Regions from separate parts of the Sus scrofa genome. Here region 1 is linked to region 2. The links are chromatin contacts, called in public HiChIP or PLAC-seq maps. All regions are on one chromosome and are shown on one strand. Each heading gives the region's core, a stretch centred on a gene start, on an enhancer-like site or on the middle of the called end of the contact. The rest is flanking DNA. Distances are from core to core; before and after follow the strand shown. Region 1 overlaps EXTL3 (exostosin-like 3). Region 2 has its middle 21 kb from the start of ZNF395.

Evidence for each region. HiChIP or PLAC-seq counts read pairs in DNA pulled down with a chosen protein or histone mark.
Region 1: a contact with region 2 is called in an H3K27ac HiChIP or PLAC-seq map of alveolar macrophages. The contact joins two enhancer-like sites. A contact is called at or near these places in 1 of 47 Hi-C or Micro-C datasets (embryonic fibroblasts) and 1 of 2 datasets of contacts at active chromatin or transcription factors (alveolar macrophages).

The regions. Positions count from the first base shown.
Region 1 is chr14:12,548,302-12,551,001 of Sscrofa11.1, reverse strand. All of the region lies in intron 6 of EXTL3 (exostosin-like 3), which reads right to left. Among named protein-coding and RNA genes, the nearest start is that of EXTL3, 110 kb to the right of the region's middle. Within about 2 kb of position 1,396, at least 1 of the 83 cell types and tissues checked has an H3K27ac peak or open chromatin away from gene starts, as enhancers often do. A contact at or near this core is called in alveolar macrophages, where this site is marked.
Region 2 is chr14:12,203,934-12,206,633 of Sscrofa11.1, reverse strand. No RefSeq gene overlaps it. Among named protein-coding and RNA genes, the nearest start is that of ZNF395, 21 kb to the right of the region's middle. Within about 2 kb of position 1,448, at least 71 of the 83 cell types and tissues checked have an H3K27ac peak or open chromatin away from gene starts, as enhancers often do. A contact at or near this core is called in alveolar macrophages, where this site is marked.

The DNA.
Region 1 (2,700 bases), core at 147-2,646, 340 kb before region 2:
AGATTGCCCATCCTTGATTTTGTGTTAAGACTTTCTCCTTATAGCCTCCATGTCTCTTAACTGCTCTTATTTTTCCATCTCCTTATAACTCAATACTTCATCAGAAATTTCTTCAGATTTACCTTCAAGATCATTAATTTTTTTCTTTAGCTATATCTTATCTTTTTATCCCATTCACAGAGATTTTCATTTTAATAACTATAATTTTCATTTCCAATTGTTCTATTTAGGTCTTTCAAATTTACTTGTTCTTTTTTCTTTATGAATATGACTATCTTTTCCTGAATAATTTTAAAGTTATTTTTATTATTATAAATTAAGAAAAAAAAATTGAATGGCCCATCATGTTCACTGTGGCTAAAAAGCAATCATCACATACAGCCAATATCGGCCATCAAAAGTCAAGTCTTTGGAGGAGTTCCCATCGTGGCACAGCAGAAACAAATCCAACTAGTACCCATGAGGATGGGAGTTCGATCCCCAGCCTCATTCAGTGGGTTAAGGATCCAGCATTGCCGTGAACTGTGGTACAGGCCGCAGGCAGAAGTCAGATGTAGCATTGCTATGACTGTGGTGTAGGCCAGCAGCTACAGCTCTGATTCGACCCCTAGACTGGGAACCTCCATTTGCCGAGGGTGCGGCCCTAAAAAGACAAAAAAAGAAAAAAGAAAAGAAAAAAAAAAAAAAAAGAAGAAGAAGCCAGATTTCTGGAGCTGAAATTGAGGAAGGATCATAATCACAGGCCAGGGCTCCCAGGGACAGTCACCTCAGAGCCAAAACGCTGAGGAAGTCATAACCCTCACAGAACCACCAGTCCCCTTCTTTGCCTCCTGCTCACCAGCAGCTCTGTAGAGCCCTTTTGGTTTACAGTCAACAACCAGTGACTTACTACTCTTCCCACAGCTTTCACAGAAGCAGGAGACGGATGTCAACAATTTAATTAAACAGCATCTACATCAAGTATTCTCCCTGTACCTAAAAATCTTCCTCATCTCGGATGCCAGCACTCAACCTCCGGGGGAAACACCCCCTAACCTGCAAATGACTCCACTGTGGCACAAAGAAGTTATTTTATACTGTTGTTTTCACTGAAGCAGTAGTTTCCAAATAAGTATTTTTAATTATGTAACTCATCAGTAAAAAACTTTGAGACTGCAAACCCCAGTGTATGTAGTTAAATATATGTTTATACTTTACATAATAAAACATACAAAAATTAAGAAGAATAAAGTAACAACTATACTATAAACTGAAGTGTGAACATTTACTTAAGCAGTATCATGAGTATTTCACATGGGAACATTCCGGGTAACTCAGTTGGACTAAGAGAGGTTATGCTCAGTAATGCTAAGGAAAATCCCTAATAGATATTGAGAACTTACGCAACATTAGTATTAAGGCACTTACTTATGAATCCTCTCTCTGCTTCCTTATGCCCTAAGCTATCTATCTTCTCAATGTTTTCTTGGTGACTTTTGCGGGGGCGGGGGGGGGGGTGCTGACCACAGCATATGGAGTTCCCAGGCCAGGGATCAGAGCCAAGCCACAGTTGTGACCTAAGCCGCAGCTGTGGCAATGCTGGAGCCTTAACCCACTGTGCCAGGCCAGGAATCGAACCTGTGACCCAGCACTCTCAAGATGCTGATCCCATTGCGCCACAGTGGGAACTCCTCTTTGTAACTTTTTAATCCTTTATTCTGTATGAAACCTATTTACATTCTGTATTTTTCTCTTCCTCAAGAAGATAACAGTACATTATTCAAACAATAATATGAAATTAACTCCCTGTTGTTTATTTAGTCAATACTGTTAGGATATTAACACTATTAAAATACTGCTATCATATAAAACAGTCATACCTTCCTAATTATAACAAGGGAAGGGACAGTGAAAAGTTGAAGTATTTAAAGCAAAAAATAATTACTATTTTATTACATAAAATAGTATGTATCTGATAATACTAAAAGTAGGTAAATTAATGAAAATAATTAGTTCAAACTGGTTCTATAATATGAAGTAAACAAATGGACTCAATTTGAAGGAATTAACTCAGAATTTGAAAATAGGCTCAATTTATTGAGCTTTTGATTTTAAAAAGTCATCCTGATTTTGATTTGAACTCTCCTTATATTTCCAAAAGATCAAGAAAATTCACAGAGGATACTTATTCAAGTTTTCACTTGGGAAATTTGTACGATGTATATACCATGTACACATTATTTCCATCTTACTCTCTACACTGAAGAGACATTTAACTAATGAAACACTGGCCTAATAATAACAAACACACTTCAATGATGATGAAAAATTCATCATGTCTGTGAGTACTTCAGGTGACTGATGGTATTATTAGGTACCTAATTACTCAGATACTTTAAGTTTTCATGGATAATGTCTTCTGATCTACTAGGGAGGTATAAACAGAAAGTATGTATCTTGGCTGAAGTCCAGTCCGTGACTACACAAGAAAGGATATATAAAAAATAGAAAATTGTACCCATCATTAATTTCTAAGACTCTTGCCTCCCTACCTTAAAGTTTCCAAAGAAGTGTACTTTTCATTGTTTAGTATCAGATCTACCACTGTATCTGGAAAGCATGCTTTTTTATATAAAAATATCATTATCATTCACAGTTAAACCCACACAATTTGGTGTATTATTTTGCTAATTATTCTTTTGTGAGGCTTTAGCAGAAGGC
Region 2 (2,700 bases), core at 199-2,698:
GAACTCCATAGAGTCAATTTTTGTCTTGTTAATATTTGAGTTGCCAGGACACCTATGGGTTAGAAAAGCAAGACTAGGGCCTGGGAGGAAAATCTGGGCAGAGGTAAAGGCTGGGAATGTTACATGCAAAAGAGGTGACTGAAACGGGATGATAATGTCTCCACAGGAATTAGAAAGAAAAAGAGGGACTGGGGGCCTAACCTTTGGACCATGCATGAACAGATTCACAATAGAAGGAGAAACCAAGCCAGCAAAGGACCTGGCTTTGCAGGTTCTTTAAAGGAATGCATCAGAGGGCAAGGGAAATCCAGTGGCACAGCGTTACAGAAGCCAAAGGAAAAGGGGGTTTTATAAGCAAAAGAGTCGGCCATGTCAAGTACTGCAAAGAAAGTAGAGATGGCTGACCAAGGAAAGTTCCCTACTTCTGATAACCAGCCAAAGAAGAGAGTATCCGTTTGTTCTTGTAGACATTCTACAAATATTGATGGGCCCGGCTGGGCGGGGGTGAGAATGGGGAGGTTAGGGCTTAGGCTTGTGGATACAAAGAGTACTGGCAGGGCCGGCTTCCTGGGTGCATACCTGTGTAGGCACACAGGGTCCTGCATGTAGAAGAGTCACAGGCTTGATTTAATGCTCTTGAAATGCTTAACTTCTGAGAAGGAGGTCCTGCCTTTTCATTTTGCCCTTGACCCTACAAATTATGTAGCTGGAGTGGCAGAGCAAGTGTAAACTATTCTTTTCTTTGGGAATATTTGTCAGTGACAGTGAAAGAGCAGTATCTTGTCCCCGGGGGCAAAGCACAGGTGAAAACTTCCCTTAGCCTTGTGCTTGTGTGTTGGCAGAGGGTAGTGGGCCTTGGGAGGATGTTACCGAAGCTGCAGAACGAGGGTGGTTGTACAGAAGAGGTGAAAGGTTCAAAGCCTTGGGGGCAGCAGACAGCCTTGAACAAGCCGTCGGACAGTAGGAAAGTCGAGGTAGAAAGACAGACGCCGAGGCCAAGGAGGTTTGGGAACAGGTTGAGGACACACTAAATGCGGACTTAAAACCTTATCTGGTGCCTAGGACTGAGCGGGCCTTAACGATCGGGCTGGTAGAAAACCCGCAGGACCAGACTCTCGGGCGCACACGGGGAGAGGCCGTCCACCCGGCGCAGAAGGGCGCACACAGCTCGGAGATGCGATTCCCCACCGCGCGCCGAGCACAACTCGGGGACAAAGGGGCGGCGCGGGCCGCGGGGAAGGCCGAGCGTCGGGGCTGCGGGGCCGCCCGGCCTCCCAGTCCCTACTGGCGTTCCCTCCGCTCTCCCCACCCGCCGGCGGCGCTCCTGGGGTGGTGCACCGAGGCCTCCGTGGGCCCGGGCACGTCCGCGCCACCGCCCTCCCGGCCCGCGCTCCCGGAGGCTGAGCTGGCGGGGAGGGGCCTTGTGCTGCCTCCGGGCCCCGGGCGCTTCCGCCGGCCGTAGCCGGCTCTTGGGCGCTGAGCCCGCGGAGAGGCGGAGCGGAGACGCCCGCAGGCGGGCAGGAGGCCCAGGGCCTTGGCAGCCGTCCCAACGCGCGTCCACGGCGCGTCCCGGGCGCAGCACCTCCGAGCGCGTACGAGTGGGGACGCACGAGGCAGGACGGCCCCGGCGGCGCCCGCGGTGGGGAAAGAACGCGCGGAAGCCCGCCCTCCCTGACACCGCCCTGCCAGCTTCGCCTTGGCCTTTCTCGAATCTTCCTTCCAGCCTCCCCAGCTGGTCTAGGGGCTTGAAAAGCCTTGCGGAGGCTTCAACACTTTTAAGAAGGGGAAATTAACCAGATTCAAAGAGTTGGGAAGGAAACTGAGGAGATTTGAGGTCAGTTTCAACCTCCGCCTGCCACCATATAATCAGAGTAATATGTGTTTACTGTATAAACTGTGGCAAGTATAGCAAAGTGTAACTGATTAGACAAAAAAAAAAAAAAAAAAAAAGAGCGAGAAAGAAAACCCCAGACACACCATAACCACTAGTCACAAGCAAACATGTGACTTACTGTGATGTTTCCTCACCTGTGGCCATGTATATTTTTCTTTACATAATTGATAATTCAGTGCAAGTTACTTAGCATCTGGTTTTTTGTGCTTAGTAGCTTAACACACAGGTCCCTCATTTCTTTGAACACATCATTTTTTTATGGTTCTAACATTGTATAGCTGGAGCAAAATGTAACCATTTTGATTGTTTAAAGATCCAAAGGATAAAAATATTTTAAAAGTTCTTGATTCTGAATATTAAATTGTTCCCCACAAGGATGATACTAAATTTCTATTTCCAGATACATTGAATGGCCAGTCTTACTACACCTGTGAATATTGATCAGAGAAGGACCACCCCGGGTCTTAGATAGGTAACCCATTCTTCCTTCCAGGCACCGAACCTCTACTCTACCTGCCTCCTTTCATTAAGCATGTAAAAAAAAAATTCAGAGCCTTCTGGACTCAGACATTCAGACAATTGGGGACCTTAGCCAGATCTTGTTTTTCAGTTTCTTTCTTTCTTTTTTTTTTCCTTTCTTTTTTATTGGGGGAGCTGTACCCGACATTCAGAAATTCTGGGGTCAAGGACTGAACTCAAGCCATATCAGTGACTCAGGTCACAGCAGTGAAGTCGTGGGATCCTTAACACACTGCACCACTAAGGGGACTTCCTCCCCATTATTTTCTATTCCACTAAAGTGTATC